Regions from separate parts of the Mus musculus genome. Here all the other regions are linked to region 7. Evidence: chromatin contacts called from public Hi-C and promoter capture Hi-C data. All regions are on one chromosome and are shown on one strand. The core of a region is the stretch at or near the end of the contact, and the rest is flanking DNA. Distances in the headings are between cores, read along the strand shown. Region 1 overlaps Tdo2 (tryptophan 2,3-dioxygenase). Region 2 has its middle 15 kb from the start of Gm52636. Region 3 has its middle 72 kb from the start of A830029E22Rik. Region 4 has its middle 32 kb from the start of Gm52636. Region 5 holds the start of Asic5 (acid-sensing (proton-gated) ion channel family member 5). Region 6 has its middle 34 kb from the start of A830029E22Rik. Region 7 holds the start of Pdgfc (platelet-derived growth factor, C polypeptide).

Region 1 (2,700 bases), core at 173-2,672, 930 kb after region 7:
ATATTTTAGTATTATCTGTATTTTTAGTATATTTTTAGTGTATATATATTATTTTATATTCTCAAATGTTAAGTGCTATATTAGAAAAGTCTGATATAAAGAATAAGTAACTCCTGTGATACATGTATTTTTCAGTTACTTCAAAAACTAAGCAAGATTCACTTCATTCCCTATTTGAAAGTGATTTGCAGTTTGTCTATGTTTGATTTGTTTGTTTTGGATGTGGTGGTGAACATCTGTAATCCCAATACTCAAAAACTGAAGCAGAAGGACCATGGATTTAAAGCCAACCTGGGGTACATACTAAGATCCTATCTGAAAATGACTGGAAATTGTAGTTTTGGTTTTGTGTTTGTTTGTTCTAATTTATGTAAAATTAGTTTTCTAGAGTGTGGCGTGTAAGCTAAGAAAATGTTCTGCCCTTCATGGTGAGAAGTAAAGATTAGCTATGGCTCACTGATAATTATAGATAATGGAGGCTAGCAACTGATGCTCACCTCATTCCACTGCTACACTCTGTATTGTACGATAAAAAAATAATTCTGTTTTGCATATTCCGTAGTACTTTACAATCACAGTTTACCTTGGTACCCTTGTGTGTAGCACATAGTATGGAGATATTTGCTAGTGTCTTGTAACTACGCTGAACAATCAAGATGATTAATGTGGGGCTGTCAGACACAGTAGTAACCCATTCCTTACTTCTCTGAGTAGGCAAACCGTTTAACCTGACTTCCCCCAAGTTAGTCTTGATAGACAAGCTTATGGCATATCTCTGTCTTCATGCATATACCCTTGAGGTCTAAGACCCCTGGACAGCACATTTACCTTTACTCAGAAGGTAGTCATGACGCTTCTCATCAAACAAGCAGAGCAGCACCTCCTTCTGCTTCCGGAACTCTGCCATCTGTTCCTCTTTTTCTTCAGAGTCGGTTTTAGCCTTATGGGAAAATATTGTTTTAATCTTCCCCAGCAGAGAGCAGACTGCTGTTTAAAATTTGCTTTTTTCAGAAGAAATAGATTCTCAGCGTATAACAAGTGTGTATTCAATTGATCTTAATACCCAATACTACAATATGGAAGATACGTCTTCCAAGTAGGAAAAGTCCATATACTTGCTGGTCTCTCATTTTCTTTATGTTTAAAAATTTTAATAATGCCAAATACTCTTGAGAAAACTCCTTAGAGATGGACCAAAATGAATAACAAGTGATAGTTACTGATCTTAAATAATAATCATTTAACTTAGAGATAATATCAGTCTTAGAGAATGTTACCTCTTAATCCGAACCAGTACTAATGCTATTTAAATCCTTTAAAATTATTTGATTGGTTAAAAAATTTGCTTTATCTGCCTACCCTCCAGCTCCACTTGGAATTGGTAATCTGGATGGTGGCAAAGCAGCCAGCCCAGTTAGCCTCAATGTGTCAGAGCAAGTACAGCAGCAGGGAGAGCCTGGGTGCAATATTATTGCTAAGGATTACTCATTTATTAAGGAAATGCTCACAGGAAAGTAACAGACATAAAAAATGTGAGCAAAAACTAAATCACCTCACCTCAAAAACGTTCTCTTATAGGAATAAGATGGGATATTTAGTCACCCAAGCACAGCATTAAAACCATAAACAGCACTATATACAAAAATAGAAAAATCACCATAGGGGGTGACAGCAGCCAGAAGGTTGGCAAAGATCGAATGAATATTCTGCCTGCTGACAAACATTTTAAACTGAGAGAATTCAGAACACTGAGCTAACTCAGCTAGTGGGAGCAGCACAGTGAGGTTGGCCCATGTGATATGTGAAAGCTTTAGGGTTTGTGTTAGGGATATCTATCTATTTATTAAAACAGCAATGGAACACGAGAGGTTTTAAGCAAAAGGCAGAGACTATCAGGTTTTCATTTTGGAAAGACAACTATTACTGGAGCACAGAGAATAAACTGGAAGGCCTACGGTGGGGAAGGGATAGGACAGTCAAGAGACTTTAGTTTTAGTCTTGGTGGTAGGTGTAAAAAAAAAATCATGAGAGAACTATTGTAAGATACAAAGCTGATACAGCCATCTCTCAGAAATATTGTTGAGGGACTGGAGAGGTGAGAGATTGCTCAGTGGTTAGGAATACTTGTTGCTACTCATGATTCAGTTCTTAACACCCACATGTTCACTCACAGCTCTCTGTAACTTAAGGCCCAGAGATCCATCACTCTCATTTGACCTTTGTGGGCACCATCTGGGGCACACACGTATATGCAGACAAAATACTCATAGGTATAAAATTAAAGTAAATAAATCTTTTAAAAAAATCATTGTTGAAAAGGAATAGGAACAAGGACCATTCCTAGGTGACTTATTTGACAGTTGAAGGCTCTTGGGAGGAAAACATACTTAACTCTGACAAGACTGGGTCAAGGTGAGGACTCATGGGAGGGAATTCTTCTACTCAATTTTCTTTTCTTATTTTAAGAGAATCAGGAGAAGATACAAGTAGAATGTAAAAATACATGATCTGAAATCTAAGGGGACATCCAAGCTGGGTATAAATGTTTGAGAATCACTGGTGAATACCTAGAGTCAAAGCAGAAGGTGAAGAAAGCAGTAAAGAGCTGGGGAGAGAAGAGTTAGAGAATTCTTTGTGGGAATAATGCCTATTCCTGGGTGGTTAATAACATTGAGACGGGTTGTTGAATTCATGTATATG
Region 2 (2,700 bases), core at 115-2,614, 580 kb after region 7:
CTAGCACACAATTTGAGAAGTCTAGTAATTCAAAGTGTTTAATTGAGTCAACATAAATCCTTCTTCATTACTGTAGATGTTTCTAGTGTTTATCCTCCTTGGGATTTTACTTCTACTTGATCAGGATGACTAAACTTTCTGAGTCTCTTTGTAGGTAACTAAGGGTGTATAAACAGATGTAGGTTCTGAAATGTTTGCATTTATGAATGTGGACACTGCCTTCTCCGTCCCTTCCTCTCTCCATACTGTGGCCATCAGGAACCCAAACTTGAATAGCATTGTCATAAAATGAGACTTTTTGCATCTCTGAATCGCATATAGACCTCTACTTTTGGAGGGTTAGACCATGCATACATCATTATATTATGTTTTTCATGTTGAGTCACTGAGAGTGGGACTTTGTGTTTTAACTTCCTGCTGTAATTGATATGTACCACAGATCTTAATCAAGACTTTATTAATTTATTCATAGATAAAAACAATGTGTCTACATAAATCAGCTTTTAATCATTTGTTTTTCTGCTTATGATTAGTGTACATACACAGTCTTAAAGGATCAAGAGAAAAGACATCTTTCACTTAGCATATGTTTGGTTCAGTCAATCCCTTTTCACATGTCAATGTTCAAGGTTTTTCTGTGCTTGCAAAATTATCATTGATCTCATGGTGAATAAGTCTTTTTAAAAGGCTGTGATATATTTCGTCTTGGAGAAGCAGGTTCTGAATTAGAGCAAATATAATCCACAATGTAACAAACCATAGACGAAGATAAATAATTTGTAAAGAATATGAAATGGTGAGCCATCCAGGCAAATGAACTTAACCCAATTAAATGTGTATCACCCAAGCGTCTCTTTCCTTCAGTATAATAACAATTAATTTTTTTATATCCAACTAAGAATAAGCTCACATTTTATCAGAACAGTGTTGGGTTCTCCTATTTTTACAATGCACTTTTCCTTGCTTTCTGAGTTCAAGGAGTAAAGTCATAGAGTCTTTAGTGTAAGAAATAATACAGAAATGCTTCTCTAAAGAAAACAGATATTTTTGGTGAGTGAAAGTTCAATTACACAAAATTATTTTTAGGCTTGACCTAGAGTGTTGGCTGTAAAAATAAAATAAAATATCCCCACTCCTTTCAAAAAGCTGTGAAGGGTGAAGGAGCAGGAACACAGTCTGCTTGATGGATGCGGTTTGTTTTTGTTTTATTTTTAATGGCAAAGACCAGGAAGGATAGGGCAGAAAGGAAGTAAAAAGAAAGAATTTAGAAATGTGTTCCTTTGATTTAAGAGGAAATGAAGAGCTCTAACTACTTACTCGCCAAACAGTGAAAAGCAAGTTTACAACTAATGGGAAACTTCCAGCATATGGTTGAAACTTTACAAAGAACGTATTGAAACAATTTCAGAAATTAGGTGAGATGTGGCCAGCATTCACATAGACTATTTTAATCTTTCACAGTAATCCTGAGACTGAAATATAGCATCTGTTCAGAACTTGAGAAAAATGACTAAATATCTCAAAAATATATTCTGATAATTATAGTGGATCACAGATTTTAATGTACACTGATTGCAAAGCTGATTACCATCCTGTTGCCAATTTTCATGCCCGATCTGGGTACTTTCCTCCTTTCAGACTTTTGAGCAAGACAGAGAACAAACTAAACAAGAATATTATTCTTTAGCCCAAAACAAGAAAAGTGAGAGGGAACTGGAAATCAGCTTCTCGACCTTTGAGAGTAAGGAGTTATCATTACCAATGAGGAGGGCTAGGCAAATAAGGAGAAAGAGAGTCAAATCTTTCTAAGATTCAAGGATCCTCCTTTGTTTGATAGTTCTTTTCACTCATTACCATAATAATTGTTAGCCCTGGAGATGTGTCACCTATTGTTCACTTGAGATTTCTTCAATTTAGAAGTCTTCTTTGCATCCTTCTGATAGATAACTCATGCCCAAAGTTTTCCTGCAGACGGACTTGACCCAAGACTTCTGGTCCATAGATATTCTGTCCTCAAAGAAAAGCAAAATTAGAATATGACAGACATGGCCGGGAATGGTGGTGCACACCTTTAATCCCAGCACTCGGGAGGCAGGCAGAGGCGCGGGGTGAAGGTGGGGGCAAGGCGATTTCTGAGTTCAAGGCCAGCCTGGTCTACAAAGTGAGTCCCATGTCAGCCAGGGCTATACAGAGAAACCCTGTCTCGAAAAACAAAAACAAAAACAAAACAAACAAAGAAAAAAGAATATGACAGACATTCATTCACTCACTTCGGTTGTACTGAGGGCCATGTGTCCTATGAGCTTCACATCTTTCCTTGGCAGCTAAATTAATTTTCTAAACAAAAGCAAATATTTACACCATTAGCTTCACATAAAAGTGCCTTTAAGCTATTGTGTCTCTTACTCTAGGTCTCTTTCTACCAACCCAAGGTTCTGGCCACAATTGTAGCCTTCCACTGCCAAGGATTACAGGGTTCCTTAAAGGAAAGCTGGGGATGGATGGCAAGGAGAGCGAGAAAAAGAATGAGCCAAGACAAAGTTCTCTGATCAAGGCTCAATGTTTTAATTCTAAGGTCTGAATATAATTGGGCAAAATGCACACACACACACACACACACACACATTGCCAGGACCTCATCAGGAAGACAAGCTCAGCTGTTCAGCAGGTAGTGGCTTCTTGTAGGAAGCTGCAGAAGTG
Region 3 (2,700 bases), core at 64-2,563, 690 kb after region 7:
AGTAGTGGGAAACAAATGTGATTTTTAGAAAATGCTTTGAGCAAATTCAGAATTTGTCCTTTATGTGCTGGATATGGAACCATGGGTATAGCACGTGCTCTGTGAGCATGCTATCACTGCCCCAAACTCTCAGTTTTCTCCAGCTTTAATATTAAATTCCACATTCTTGTGAAAATTATGTCATTTTTTTAACTTGGATTATGTTAAATACTTTAAAATGTATGCAGTCATTTAAATAAACAAAATTCATTAGTTTTCATGTCCCTAGAAACCCAATAGGTGGTGCCCTTGTGGGTGACCTACCTGACTAATGATACTGAAAACTCTCATGCTTTCTTACCATCTCTGTCAATTATCTGCTCTGTTGACTCATGGCATGCTTCTCTGTCATTTCAGACTCAACAGGAATATGTTCACAGTCATGATAGCACGGTGCTTAGAGATTCCACTAAAGCATCTGCTATAGATAGAAGAGTGGATTGAAAATCCAACTTGTCTCCCTGCACGAGTCACTATTTAAAGAGTGAAACCACTGTTTCCCTAGCATGTTCTCAGATAATGATAGAGCAGTTAGAGTTAGTGAGAGCAGCTCATGTCCTGGCCGGAGCTAGATTTAGCTTACGGGGGCCTCCAGTTGGCTCACTTCTTCAACCCAAGACCATTAACTAGAAATGCTGAGGTGAGAATGCAACAGATCCATGCCCGAGACCCAATCCATGAAAACTGTGAGGAAATACATGCTTGCTATTTTAAGCTCCTAACTTATAGTTATTAGTTACATGGTATAAGCCACTAATCTACTGTGTGATGCTCTGCTAAGTGTTTTGGTACTCCCAAGACCCATAGTACCTGAAATTTTTTATGTGCAGCATCACACTTAGGAAACTACTGTTTGTAAGGCTCAGATCTTCAGGGAAGAAACGGCCTCATACTTGACTTTAGGCCCACATCACGTGAGCAAGCAATACGATTTGTCAAGGTGACAGTTAAGCATAAGGAGAACTGTGACTTGATAGTGTCAAAGGAAAAATTATGCATACTGGTAGCCGTGCTGAGATCCACTGTGGAGATAGAAACAGGCAGTGATTCAGTTACATTTAGTTAAAGTGTTTTAAATTTCCTCACAGGAAAAAAAAAAGAGAGAGCCACTGGAACCATGGAGAAATTGCTCACTAAACAAGAGCAGAAAATAGATCCATGTGGTTTACGCAGTGGACTCAGAAGCATTCTCTTCAATTTCATCGAGTTATGGCCTGGATTTTGATGGTTTGTGAGAACAGGGTTTTCTAATGTGAGTCAGCCCAGATAGAAACAAAGAAGACAACAAAGCAGACTGTGGTATCCTTGGAGATGTGCTGTAGAATACTCTCTTTAAGGGAATCTCCTGTGTGGTTTACAATTTGAAACTCATTTTAGCATGAAAAGCAGGGCCAACGACTGAGGGAAGGCAGTGTGCTAGCCTGGGGGACATGTTTATGCCAGCATCTCTTTCTTAGAATGGAAATTTTTTTCCAGCTCCCTATAGACCTAGATCGCATACTCACCTAAGTGCACTAGGCTGGTTACCCCAAATAGCTATTACATCTTCTTCTTGTTTGAAAGTTCTTCCCTCTCTATCACCTACCTCCTCCATGCCGAGTTCCAACAGAATTCCACAGTGTAGCTTTCTGAAAGACCCTGAAAAAGCAGAGGGAAAGCTAAAAAGCAACTTAACTTTTCATAAATTCAGGGGGAAAACAAAACAAAACAAAACAAAACAAAACAAAACAAAACAAAAATAAGCAAACAAAACACCAAACAAACAAAAATAAAACAAAACAAAAAACGTTTCCATGGGATACTCCATTGACCTCCTATTGTTACCTGCTCTCTCTAACAAAGAATCTAGGTGTTTCATCAGATTCTCTTTCTCATGGGTAAGAATTGGTAAAGAAAGTCACAGACAATGGCAAAAGAGGCTGAAAGATTAGTCACTGCATTTTTTTGGGCATCAGGGTAGTAAGCTCGAGGGAAGGATTTCTGTGGGTTTCTTTTTATTTTTTTAATACTTTTATTTATGTTTTTGAGAATTTCATGGAACATAATTTCATGATATTCTTTCTCCTCTCCAAATTCCTCCCAAATCCTCCTGTACCTCCCTAATCGTCCACATTGATGTGCATTCCTCTCTTAAAAGCCATGGTCTGAGGCTCCCTACAGATACATATACAGCAGAGGACTGCCTGCTCTGGCATCAGTGGGAGAAGACACATAACCCTGGAGACAATTGAGGCCCCAGGGAGTGGGTAGACCTGGTGGGGACAGGGGTGGATGTGAGAAGGGGAGGGACATCCTCTTAGAGGCGTGGGGGAGGAGAAATGGGATGAGGAACTGTGGAAGGGCAGACCAGGACAGAGGGGGTTGGGAGGGGCAAGGACTGGACTGTAAAAAAAAATAAAAGTAGTGAAACAAACACAAAAGGCAAAAAGCATAGTCACACAAAACATGGCATCCAATTTGTACTGTCCAACTGCTCTTAGCACAGAGCTTGCCCTGGGCTATGTTCGATCTATCCACTGTCACACCACTGAAAAGATAACCTGACTTTCCCTTCCTTAGAGTCTATATACTGCAAATAGCTTCCTTGGAAGAGGTAGGGCTTTGTGCTTCCTTCCCATTCTCCTTGTTGGGATGTAGTTTGGCTTGAGCTTCTGTGTCTCC
Region 4 (2,700 bases), core at 193-2,692, 630 kb after region 7:
CAATTCCACATGGGCTCTTATAGACACCTGTGTACATAAGAACGTGGCATCATCCTGAGTTTACACATAGAAATTGTACCCATAGAAATTCCTAACTTTGATATTGACAAACATATATAAGAGAATCGCTGGGTAAACTCAGCCAATGTGTATTTAATCTCTTGTATTTCCTTTGTAATTTCTACCTGCTGTGTATACGTTTCTAAATAAACTTAAATTAGAGACCCTTAGAAAATCATCTCCATCACAGAAACAATAAAACTTAGTTTCCCCCCAAAAAGAAAACTCTGCAAATTTCCAAATGGTGTAAAATTCACAGAGATTTTTGTAACATCAACTATAGTTGAACATTCATTCTAGCAATATATTAAATGCATTCAACGTGTATACAATGATATATTTAAAAATTGGATAATGTATTAAAATTATTAGCAAGAAACAACTAAGTTATGTATCTCAAATTATTTTGGAAGAGATGCCTAAGCACACACTGACTTAAGTAAGAGAATGATTCACTAATAAAAAAAGTAAAACACCAGGACTACAATTCATTAGTTGAAGGATGGAAATCTCAATTTTGAAATATTAGAAAGCAGTAGTTAATATTTGGGTTTGAAATAATTTGGTTTTTATAAGAGATTATAAGACTATGTAAAATGACTATGTTTCATAGTTACACCTATACCTATAACAAACTTGTGCACATTGTAGCATGTCATACACAGAGAGAGAGGGGGGGTAGAGAGAGAGAGAGAGGGAGGGAGAGAGTGACATTGAAGTATGCTCATATAAACAAGAAGGTTGCATTGACAACACTCGCAGAAACTAGACAGAACTGAATAATTATGTGTGGCCCATTTGTGTGTGTTACCTTTTAGTCTCATTGCACATAGTCTTGCATACAGACTCCTTCTGAAATGAAGAGTACAAAAAAGGGAATAGGAAGGGTAGGAAGGGTGAAAAGAAAGAGCCTATGATGATGATATGGTTCAATGAGTTGTTATTTGCATTGTGTAGAATATACTTCCCTTTAAGATGCTTTTAACACATGCAAAAGGCAGGTTATACTATTGTCCCAGAGGTGAAATTCCCAATGAATAATTAGAATGCAAGCAAAAACAGAAAAGGGTGAATTTTTTAGAAAGATAATTTGTCAAAACCACATCATACCATTCTCTTTTCAGATGGTCTTGCTATATAAATTAAAGTGTCTGAGGAGAAGATGTATTTGACAACACATAGAACTCAAATGCCCTCTTGTATGTGTTAACCTTATTAATTGCTTTAACATTCAAGTGCCTGCATTCACTGGCCTAGAAAGTTCCGGTTATTTATTGCCATTTATTGTGGCAGACCTTTGTTCTTTGTGTTATTCAGCTCTGTTATTCTTAGGAGCCAGGAACTCTGGCAGCTGCTGCCAGTTCCCTGAAGTTTGTTTAAAACAATGGGGGAAATTGCCTAGCAACCTCACATCCAGTTTCTGGTACCCTCTTGGAGATCACATTCCACATACTCAGCTCATCTCCATAAGTTCACAGGGGAAATGATGGTGTGTGTGTGCACACACATGCAGCCCAACACACCATAACCAAAATCCCCAACTGGGTCTCTTAAAAGCTTGCCCAGTGTTCACAATCTATGTGACTATTTGACATAAGATGCATGGGTGATTATTAAAGCTGAACTAGTTGCATGAAAATATATGCAAATCAATTACTTTCTTCTCTTCAAAGTTTCTTGTTTAAGGCTTACTTTTGTGGACATTAATATACAAATGAAAATAGGGTTTTAATATTTATTTGACTAAAATAGTAATCAGAAGTCCTCTTGATCCTATGCCTAATATGTGATGCTTCATACCCATTGTCTTTTGTTAAAATTCTCAGCATCCTAATAACTTTTGGAAATGCAGGTTTATGTAGGACAAGTGCCACAGTCTGTGAAGCTGCAAGAATGGAGTAGTCAGCTGATCACAAAGAGCTAGGGACAGCATTCTGCACCCTGGCATTCTATATAAAGCATGAATATTCCTATCTCAGCTAAAACAATGATTTCAACTTACTAGAAATTACTCAGAAGCTATTTCAGGCCAAACTCTAGGACTGGTGGAAATGCATAGATTGTGTACAGAAGCAGCCCGGTGCCTCACTCCACAAAGAGATGAAGGAGTGCCCCGAGTCTATTCATTTTCATGCGGTCTGTTTCTGCTCTTCACATCCATGAAAGACAAAGAGAAATTGTAATTACTACTCAGTATATACTATGTGAAAATTCAGATGCTCTCTAAAAAAAAAAAATGACACCACTGAAATGAAAATGTGGAATCCAGAAGCTTGGATTTACCCTAATGATGTTCTGAAAATCACTGCCATTATGCATATTATGTGCATTATTCACATTACGTGAAGCTAACCACTTTGTTGTAAAACACATCAAGGACCATTAGATGACAGTGTAATTCCTCAATCATCTGTGGTTCATTCATAAGATAGAAATGCAGAGAATGTTAATTTAAATGGGGGAAGAAGCATGTTTATCTTTTCTGTTTCTTCTTTTTCATTCTTTCCATTATCTTGGAAATCAGAGTAGGTAGACAGTGTCTTATCTTGATAGGAGCTTCCTCAGAATTAATTAAACTATCGTTCTGGCTACTATTGAATTTCTTGGTACTCTGTGAAGATTCCTATGATGTCGTGGACA
Region 5 (2,700 bases), core at 7-2,506, 960 kb after region 7:
ACAAGTGCATAAAGGGAGATAATGATGACTCAGAATTCTCTCAGTTCTCCCGGGATTGGCTTTATTAGGCGATTCTGTAGCTTTCTTTACGTTTACTGGGAAATGGGGTGGGGCAGGGAAGAGGGGCTTACAAGTCTATCTTCTGTCACATAGGCTTATTCCACATAGCATCACCATCAGAGAAAGAAAGTGTGAGCATCTATGTTTAATTTTAATTGAGTATCTTAGAAAGTGAAAAGGCCAGGTTTACAAAAGAACAAGTTATATCTGTGAGAAGAATCCTTGGTCTTGATTTCAAATAATAAAGTGAGGAAAAATGGAGAGGGAATTGTAACTACATAAACAAGTTGAAATTCAAATTTAATTCAGTCACTAGGAGGGAGGAGCAGAAGCAAGAGTGACTTCTTGACAAAACCAAACCATGTAAGCCCAGCTTCAAGTTATGGTATTGGAGTTTCCCAATAGATGTCCAATGTTGAAGGGAAAAAATGCTTGTGAAATATTACCATGACAAAGGCATCAGGCTCTAGCGGAGAAACATGTAATTACTGTGTGTGGTCAACAGATGGCAGCATTTATACATATGGATGCATATCAGGGTTTATTAATAATATTAATGGTAAGTTCTCAAAGGTGTTACTATAAAAAAGGTGGCCTTTGTGATTTGGCAAATTTATATTATTTTATTAGTGCTTCTTTTTTAGTTAGTATCTTTTTTCTTTTGTAACATTATTCTTCTATTTCCACTGGTCACTTTGTTACAGTTGTATCTCTTTTATGAAAGAAACTTCAAAACAACGATACTTCACGTCCACAAACACACACACACACACACACACACACACACACACAAACACACACACACATACACACAATCACAATCAAAATTTGATTTCTATGAAGCTGAACAAAACGTGAAGAGACTGTCACCTGGGTATCCACTGGTATGATCAGAGGCCACTGTGAGGTCACAGCTTTTCTTCTTTCTTTGTTTCTTTGTTTCTTTCCTCCTTTCTTTTTCAGAAAGTGGGTTTCAATTGTGCTATCTGGGTTTTAATCTATCATGGCCTCTTGCCAGTCTGTAAATGCCCATAGCTGGTTCTGTCCGTGTTTTTTGATTTACAGATTAAGTGCTTCATGAGGCTTAACATAGCAACACAAATATTTAAATTGCCCCTACAGTTTACAACCTTAAGTGCTGTATTTTATATAAAAGGCACAAAATGAATATTGTTATTGAAAAAATTGGATGCACCAGAGGACTTCGGATCACTGAGATCAAAACATGGAACATACTGAGAAATCACAAGTGCACGCGGAGAAAGGTAGGAGATCCTTAAACAGCAACATCCGCCATTCCTAAATACCGGAAATAAGCAGAGAGCAGGGGGTAGGCTTCATCCTTGGAAAACTCTATTCTCATTATTATGTTCACAGTAACAAATATGAGTTTTAAAATGAATAATACAGTTTTAGTAGCAAAAGAATAACTTATGAGGACTCAAAATACTACAAAAATATTACTATATGTTAAAATCGACTTTTGTTGTTTCTTTGTTTCTACACAGTATGCTTGCTTTCCTAACGTTTCTATAATGACCAACCTTTTTAATGAAACTTTTTGTTTATCCACCTGATGAAATGTACTTCTATGAGGGAAGTTCAAAGCCTCAGTTGTGTGGATTGGTGGTCTGCACTGCCCATTTTGGGCTTCCTGACAGGCATATATCACTCTGTAGGTTCTCAATTTGAAATACTCAAAAGGAAAAAAAAAAACCACTATGTTTCTAACAAATAGTAGGAAATGCTTCAGTAAGGTTAACACAACTGGCAATGTTTCTATCTTAATTTAAAGAGTTGACATCTGAAATGTATTATTTGGGTAGTGTTTGCAGCCAGCTGCACTGTGTCTGGCCAGGGACTTATTCCTAGATTACTCTTCTCACTAATAGCCCATGTCCCCTCAGTAGGAAAGGTGAGAGTTGCTAGGGACTGGGCTGTTTCTTTAATCAGGGTAAAGCCTTCACAAATGCGTCCAAGCAATGGTTAAGGAATAAGAATAGGTCACAGTTAAGCTTATTTTGTTAAGTAATATTGTTTTTTTTTTCAGCCTTCTGATTTTATCTGAAGCTTTGACAGTTTTTTTTAAATATGTGCTGATTAACCTGATACTAAAAGAAACATTAAGTAATGCTATTATAGACGATAGCACAATTCCAGAACGTCAGAATGATATAAACATGATAATATAGTTTGTAATATCTTTAAGAGTGTAACAGTATTTGTGGATGCTCATGTACATTGCACGAAATGGGAAACTTTAGAAAATGCATTTTATATCATTAGCTTTTCCAAACTGAAAAAAAAATATTGATTGGAAACTAGTAAGCTATTAAACTAAACTTAATGATGAGAAAATATTGGAGCTTTTTTGGAAGAATGTTAATACTGCATTATTGACAAAATGATATTTATTGAATTAAAACAAGGATTTAAAATTCAAATAACTTCATTGTGAGAATTTATTGGCTTTCAGAGATCTCATCTCTTTCTTTTGTTTCTGAGATCTGTGTTATTTTTATTAGTATCATTTGTGTGTGTGTGTGTGTGTGTGTGTGTGTGTGTGTGTGTGTGTGTGTAGGATGTGAGCTGGCTGCCTAGGTGCCACTGCACAGGTACGGAGCTCAGAGGACAAATCTA
Region 6 (2,700 bases), core at 22-2,521, 800 kb after region 7:
GATCCCTGAGCCTTCGGGAGAGGTTGAGTGATACTGATGTGTCATTTAGAGTTGGTTGCTTTACTGTAGGTTTAATAGTAGTGGGTTTCTCTTTATTAATCTCCATCTACTGGATCAAAAGGGAGCTTCTCTGATGAGGGTTTAGAGAGGCATTAATCACTGAAGAGTTAAGACTTTACAGGTTAGTTTATTACTGTATCTATTGACAACACCATTGCACACACGAATTCACAGTTCACAGACAACCTGCACAAGGTCAAGAGAGATAAAGTCCAAGCATGAATGGAGGATGAGCTACAAAACATTTACAGTTTTCAAGGCTAAAATCATGTTTAGACCTATTTCCAGTTAAAATGACAGCTCCTACACATGCATGCAAATAATATTATATGGACTGAGTTGGATATAAATACAATTCACTTATATGGATTTACGTTATATATATAAATATGGATGTAAATTTTACCTATAACATATATAAAAACATATTTATACATATAAGAACATATTTGTAACCTATATTACATATATAAATATATAATATAAAAATATATAAAAACAATTAAAGGAAAAGAAGCTATGGATTTGAGAGAGAAAAGAGGTTGATGGGAGTTGTTAGAGGATGAAAGAGGAAAGGAAAATAATATAATTATACTTTAATCCAAAAATTATTAATTTTAAAAGTGTCCTGTAGAACCAGCTGCTATTATGCATGGGAGAATATTTTATCATATGACGTTGGTGAAGGAGTATGGCAAGATATATATTTTTCAGCTCAGGTATGGGCAAGCAAAAAGCAAACAAGCAAGGTTGTATAAAATGACAATGTAAACAACTCAAAGCAACTTATAAGGCTTATGTTTTGGGAAACCAAACTGTAGGATAGGAAGTTCCTTAGGTGAATGATTCAAAACTATGGTTTCAAAGAACCTTGTAGGTTGCCATGAATCTTCATTAAAATATTTTAACTTAATGGAATATATTAAACTAATCATCCAGAAATACCATGCTCTGATTCAAAGCAAAACTTGTGCATTTTCAAGACTTATTTTTTGAACAATAAAAATAAAGGTAACTTTTACTACCTTTATTTTATGTTATAGGATATATGAACTAACTCCTCGTGCCAAGCCCTACAAATCAAATGTAAATGAGGGTAAAGTGCGGGAGACAAATAGTCTCCTCCCCCCCCCCCCCTCATGTCCAGACAGTCTTGGAGAGGAGCTGTGGGTCTGTGTACCAGAGGCTTTGCACGGAGAACTCTGGCCCTGCCTGGTGTGAGAATTCCAGCGAGGGGAAGCAGTGCAGGCAGGGAGGGGAAGTCCCTTCTGCCAGTTCTGCGGCTGCAGTTGACTCCACCTTGTCTCTGCCATGCCTTCTAGGTTTAAAGATTTCTCCTTGCTGCCCTGCAAGTAGGGCTGGGCCAACAACAGACTGACCAGGCAGTGAGGAGTGCAGCAGAGCTTTAGGCAGCACTTGGGGAGAGCAGACCTTTTCCAAAATGTTACAGCTCTCAGAACAGAAGGCTCAGACGATGGAGTAGTTCTCCTACACTTTTAATCCTTCCGGATAGGATTTTTACATACAGCTTTGGTGTGGGTAAGGGTCTGAAAACAAATGCTTCTCGTTGGTTTGGTATGAGAGCTTTGGGGAAACCTTATTTGCATGTGGGAGGGCTTGGTGCTGCTCTGCGGGGGTGGGGTGGGGAGCTGTAGGAGGCTGTAGCTATGTGAGACAGCACACAGGAGACAGGAACCCAGGAGGCGTGGCTGAACATTTGTCATCCCATGCAGGTGGAAGTCTCCACCCATCTGGTCACCAGGGTTCCAGACCTTTGCTCAACCGGGGACCAGGCTGTCAGTGCACAGCCGACTGCTGCACAAGGAGCTATATCACCTGTGTTGATAATCATGTTAACTCTGAAACCAGCCTTGTAAATGTACCCTCTGCACTCACTCTCTCCAAACAAACTCTTCTCAGTTCAAGGCAGGACAGGATATGATTCTTGCGTGTCTTAAAGATGTTCCCTTTCTCTGCCCCACACCCGGCTTGTATATGGACTTCACTGCTTATTACTGTCTTCTAATTATTTCACACAAATCCCTGCCAAAACCCAGAAACGGCAGACCAAAGCTCATAAAGAATAGCGGGGGACATTTGCAGACTATGAAGGCTCACGTGAACAATTTTACTTTGTGTGTGGATGTGTTTGTGTCGATGCATGTGTATGCGTAGAAAAGTGTCCATGTGCATATCAGTCAGAGGACAACATTGCCTTCGGTTCCCTAGGCACTGTCCACCTTTTACTTGAGATAGGTCTCTCGGTGGCCTAGAAATTTGCCGAATAAGTAACAATAAGTTTCCAGGGATCCAGTGCCTCTACTTCACAAACTGTCATCTCTCCGGTGACACGTGTTTGCTGCTTTGTCTGGGGTTTTAGACAGGGTGTGGCGATCTGGACTCTGGTCCTTATACTTGCAAAGCAGGTATTCTCTCTACTGAGATGCCTTCCCAGGAGGTCTCACTTTAAAGTACATACTTTTGTCAGCTGTATTGGGTGAGGAAATTGAGTGAAACTTGATAACTTCACCCGTTCCAATATGATACTTGAAGACAAAACTGATAGAGCTTTTACAAAATCTCAACTCAAATTTCAACACCAGAAAGGAACAAACTGCACACTCTGGTCTGGTGAAGATA
Region 7 (2,700 bases), core at 133-2,632:
CGAGAAAGCATGCCTTTTGGTGTCTCATTTTGATTAAAATTGGGAACTCTCCTTTGCATATTCAGGAATGTACAGAACACTTTTGGAATACACGTATGTCACAATGGAATGGCACTGAAGATGATGCACTGCTAACTTGAATAAAGTAACAAGGCTTGTACCATTAACATCCATACACTTAAAGTCTAAGCAAGAGACTTTCTATCCAACACTGTAAAGGTGGAAATCCCACAGATAAGAATGAATGAATGGAACAGGTTTGTAAGGATTTCACAGGAGAACAGCATCTTTCTTTATTTGGTCCCGGGGACTTCCTGGATGCCAAGCAGGAGTTATAATGAACAACCTGTCAAGTACTCATTTGAAGGAAGAGAGAAGAGGACAGAGACCTGGCTAGAACAGGGTTGTTTGGTAGGCCCCAGTGGTGTCCAAGAACAAAGGAAAAGATTAACATTTTATCGTTTGGACTGGTCCCATCTTTTATTTCTGTCTCCAGGTCATGCCCGGTTTCAGGATTATGTTTACCTTGGTTCTATGGTTGGATTGCATGCCCTGACTGATTCAACTAAGTACTTGGTGATACATCTGTCTGACTGCACACCAAGGCATTTGCTTGCTCTAATGTTATTTTTATTTTCCTTATTTTCATTTTCTTTTTTTATTACCCCTCCATCCAAAGATGCATCTTTTGTTTAGATTTCAAACCCTACTGTGCCTTCAACGCTTTCACGAGGATTTTCTGATAAGGAAAGCATATTGGAATCCTATCAGAGACACATGTATTGCACATGGAACCACCCTAGGCCCTACTAACATGTTTTTCTCATTCTAGATAACCCCATAGGAACTTTAGTCTCAGCACGAAGCACTTCGTGCATAAAGGCAACCAGTTCAAACATTAGGGGCTCCAGGACAGCCTATGTGTAAATTGCCACACTATGTCCCCAGACACTCTAGGAGCTAGATTTCATTATCATGCAGCACCCAGCTGCAAAGGACAGGGACTCTTTCTTCTGCTCAGTGGTACCCTCCAACCCCAGTTCCTCTCCAAACAGGGTTCATGTGGATACAGTGGTGCATGGCTTCAATTCATGTTACAACTCTGACTTTATCTTTACTTTTGATTTATTCATTCTCCTTCAGACAGAGCCATTCTGGAAGCATCTTGAGTTCAACTTCCCTCCTTCAGTGCAGAACTCTGGCCACGAGTCCTGACAAAGCGCTTTGGGAGTGGGGATCCCCTTAGGAATGAAAGACAAGTTACAGCCAGGGAGAGCCAGAAGAGAAGGAGTGGCTGTCCTCTCCTACTTTTTTTTCCCTCTCTCTTTCTCTGAGTTTGCAGCACCCTTGAACAGCCCGCAGACTCCTTATTTGGGGTTAGGGGCGCCCAGGGGAAAGGAAGCTGGGGGCCGCCTGGCGGCATTCCTCGCCGCAGTGTGGGCTCCGTCTGCCGCGGGGCCCGCAGTGCCCCCTGTCTGCGCCAGCACCTGTTGGCCCGCCAGCTGGCCGCCCGCGCCCCCCGCGCCCCCCGCGCCCGCCCGGCCGCCAGCCCCGCGCCCCGCGCGCCGCCCGCTGGGGGAAAGTGGAGACGGGGAGGGGACAAGAGCGATCCTCCAGGCCAGCCAGGCCTTCCCTTAGCCGCCCGTGCTTAGCCGCCACCTCTCCTCAGCCCTGCGTCCTGCCCTGCCTTAGGGCAGGCATCCGAGCGCTCGCGACTCCGAGCCGCCCAAGCTCTCCCGGCTTCCCGCAGCACTTCGCCGGTACCCGAGGGAACTTCGGTGGCCACCGACTGCAGCAAGGAGGAGGCTCCGCGGTGGATCCGGGCCAGTCCCGAGTCGTCCCCGCGGCCTCTCTGCCCGCCCGGGACCCGCGCGGCACTCGCAGGGCACGGTCCCCTCCCCCCAGGTGGGGGTGGGGCGCCGCCTGCCGCCCCGATCAGCAGCTTTGTCATTGATCCCAAGGTGCTCGCCTCGCTGCCGACCTGGCTTCCAGTCTGGCTTGGCGGGACCCCGAGTCCTCGCCTGTGTCCTGTCCCCCAAACTGACAGGTGCTCCCTGCGAGTCGCCACGACTCATCGCCGCTCCCCCGCGTCCCCACCCCTTCTTTCCTCCCTCGCCTACCCCCACCCCCCGCACTTCGGCACAGCTCAGGATTTGTTTAAACCTTGGGAAACTGGTTCAGGTCCAGGTTTTGCTTTGATCCTTTTCAAAAACTGGAGACACAGAAGAGGGCTCTAGGAAAAACTTTTGGATGGGATTATGTGGAAACTACCCTGCGATTCTCTGCTGCCAGAGCCGGCCAGGCGCTTCCACCGCAGCGCAGCCTTTCCCCGGCTGGGCTGAGCCTTGGAGTCGTCGCTTCCCCAGTGCCCGCCGCGAGTGAGCCCTCGCCCCAGTCAGCCAAATGCTCCTCCTCGGCCTCCTCCTGCTGACATCTGCCCTGGCCGGCCAAAGAACGGGGACTCGGGCTGAGTCCAACCTGAGCAGCAAGTTGCAGCTCTCCAGCGACAAGGAACAGAACGGTGAGTATCGCCCCCTCCTCCCCCTTCCCGCGTCTCGCTGTGCGTTCGGGTTGGCATTGTGCGGTGGCATGTGGGGTCCTCCAGTCGTGGAGCTGATGGTCGGGTCTCTGGCGCTGCAGATGGGAGTTTCCTGAGTCCGCGTGCACTTTCTGGGGTGGGGGCAGATTTCGGCAGTTTGC

The links. Promoter capture Hi-C pulls out the DNA fragments that hold promoters and counts their contacts. Hi-C and Micro-C count contacts between places; a contact is called where the count stands out from the background.
Region 1: a contact with region 7 is called in a promoter capture Hi-C map of hippocampal neurons, with 2.8 times the contacts expected there. The contact joins the enhancer-like site here to the promoter of Pdgfc in region 7. A contact is called at or near these places in 2 of 39 promoter capture datasets (hippocampal neurons and neutrophils), 3 of 115 datasets of contacts at active chromatin or transcription factors (bone marrow-derived macrophages, embryonic limb bud and stem cell-derived neural progenitor cells) and 1 of 9 other capture datasets (embryonic stem cells).
Region 2: a contact with region 7 is called in a promoter capture Hi-C map of second pharyngeal arch cranial neural crest, with 5 times the contacts expected there. The contact joins the enhancer-like site here to the promoter of Pdgfc in region 7. A contact is called at or near these places in 12 of 39 promoter capture datasets (the 3T3-L1 cell line, the HPC-7 cell line, cranial neural crest and 8 more), 2 of 484 Hi-C or Micro-C datasets (cerebellar granule neurons and embryonic stem cells), 11 of 115 datasets of contacts at active chromatin or transcription factors (the NIH/3T3 cell line, bone marrow-derived macrophages, embryonic forebrain and 5 more) and 1 of 9 other capture datasets (embryonic stem cells).
Region 3: a Hi-C map of cortical neurons shows a contact between it and region 7, with 3 times the contacts expected there. The contact joins the enhancer-like site here to the promoter of Pdgfc in region 7. A contact is called at or near these places in 9 of 39 promoter capture datasets (the C10 cell line, cranial neural crest, embryonic stem cells and 5 more), 2 of 15 datasets of contacts at CTCF or cohesin (the NIH/3T3 cell line and large pre-B cells), 3 of 484 Hi-C or Micro-C datasets (cerebellar granule neurons, cortical neurons and embryonic stem cells), 10 of 115 datasets of contacts at active chromatin or transcription factors (bone marrow-derived macrophages, cardiomyocytes, craniofacial prominence and 7 more) and 1 of 9 other capture datasets (embryonic stem cells).
Region 4: a contact with region 7 is called in a promoter capture Hi-C map of second pharyngeal arch cranial neural crest, with 4 times the contacts expected there. The contact joins the enhancer-like site here to the promoter of Pdgfc in region 7. A contact is called at or near these places in 15 of 39 promoter capture datasets (the 3T3-L1 cell line, 3T3-L1-derived adipocytes, the HPC-7 cell line and 10 more), 2 of 484 Hi-C or Micro-C datasets (the N1E-115 cell line and uterus), 5 of 115 datasets of contacts at active chromatin or transcription factors (bone marrow-derived macrophages, embryonic stem cells, neural progenitor cells and 1 more) and 4 of 9 other capture datasets (adipose tissue, embryonic stem cells, liver and 1 more).
Region 5: a promoter capture Hi-C map of pre-B cells shows a contact between it and region 7, with 5 times the contacts expected there. The contact joins the promoter of Asic5 here to the promoter of Pdgfc in region 7. A contact is called at or near these places in 4 of 39 promoter capture datasets (hippocampal neurons, liver and pre-B cells), 1 of 15 datasets of contacts at CTCF or cohesin (large pre-B cells), 1 of 484 Hi-C or Micro-C datasets (adipose-derived mesenchymal stem cells), 5 of 115 datasets of contacts at active chromatin or transcription factors (bone marrow-derived macrophages, embryonic forebrain, embryonic limb bud and 2 more) and 1 of 9 other capture datasets (adipose tissue).
Region 6: a contact with region 7 is called in a promoter capture Hi-C map of stem cell-derived epiblast-like cells, with 4 times the contacts expected there. The contact joins the enhancer-like site here to the promoter of Pdgfc in region 7. A contact is called at or near these places in 16 of 39 promoter capture datasets (the 3T3-L1 cell line, 3T3-L1-derived adipocytes, the HPC-7 cell line and 11 more), 1 of 484 Hi-C or Micro-C datasets (cerebral cortex), 11 of 115 datasets of contacts at active chromatin or transcription factors (craniofacial prominence, embryonic fibroblasts, embryonic forebrain and 4 more) and 2 of 9 other capture datasets (embryonic stem cells and pancreatic islet).

Annotation. Positions count from the first base shown.
Region 1 is chr3:81,963,094-81,965,793 of GRCm38.p6, forward strand. Tdo2 (tryptophan 2,3-dioxygenase) reads right to left here. Exons shown (of 12, transcript NM_019911.2): 8 at 829-940. Among named protein-coding and RNA genes, the nearest start is that of Tdo2, 11 kb to the right of the region's middle. Within about 2 kb of position 1,423, at least 10 of the 459 cell types and tissues checked have an H3K27ac peak or open chromatin away from gene starts, as enhancers often do. A contact at or near this core is called in hippocampal neurons, where this site is marked.
Region 2 is chr3:81,612,802-81,615,501 of GRCm38.p6, forward strand. No RefSeq gene overlaps it. Among named protein-coding and RNA genes, the nearest start is that of Gm52636, 15 kb to the right of the region's middle. Within about 2 kb of position 1,365, at least 1 of the 459 cell types and tissues checked has an H3K27ac peak or open chromatin away from gene starts, as enhancers often do. A contact at or near this core is called in second pharyngeal arch cranial neural crest, where this site is marked.
Region 3 is chr3:81,729,103-81,731,802 of GRCm38.p6, forward strand. No RefSeq gene overlaps it. Among named protein-coding and RNA genes, the nearest start is that of A830029E22Rik, 72 kb to the right of the region's middle. Within about 2 kb of position 1,314, at least 5 of the 459 cell types and tissues checked have an H3K27ac peak or open chromatin away from gene starts, as enhancers often do. A contact at or near this core is called in cortical neurons, where this site is marked.
Region 4 is chr3:81,660,384-81,663,083 of GRCm38.p6, forward strand. No RefSeq gene overlaps it. Among named protein-coding and RNA genes, the nearest start is that of Gm52636, 32 kb to the left of the region's middle. Within about 2 kb of position 1,443, at least 15 of the 459 cell types and tissues checked have an H3K27ac peak or open chromatin away from gene starts, as enhancers often do. A contact at or near this core is called in neural progenitor cells and second pharyngeal arch cranial neural crest, where this site is marked.
Region 5 is chr3:81,995,666-81,998,365 of GRCm38.p6, forward strand. Asic5 (acid-sensing (proton-gated) ion channel family member 5) reads left to right here and starts at 1,257. Exons shown (of 10, transcript NM_021370.2): 1 at 1,257-1,325. The coding sequence starts at 1,286.
Region 6 is chr3:81,834,225-81,836,924 of GRCm38.p6, forward strand. No RefSeq gene overlaps it. Among named protein-coding and RNA genes, the nearest start is that of A830029E22Rik, 34 kb to the left of the region's middle. Within about 2 kb of position 1,272, at least 56 of the 459 cell types and tissues checked have an H3K27ac peak or open chromatin away from gene starts, as enhancers often do. A contact at or near this core is called in cerebral cortex, embryonic stem cells, hippocampal neurons and 2 more, where this site is marked.
Region 7 is chr3:81,035,034-81,037,733 of GRCm38.p6, forward strand. It overlaps Pdgfc (platelet-derived growth factor, C polypeptide), which reads left to right and starts at 1,383. Exons shown (of 6, transcript NM_019971.3): 1 at 1,383-2,521. The coding sequence starts at 2,404.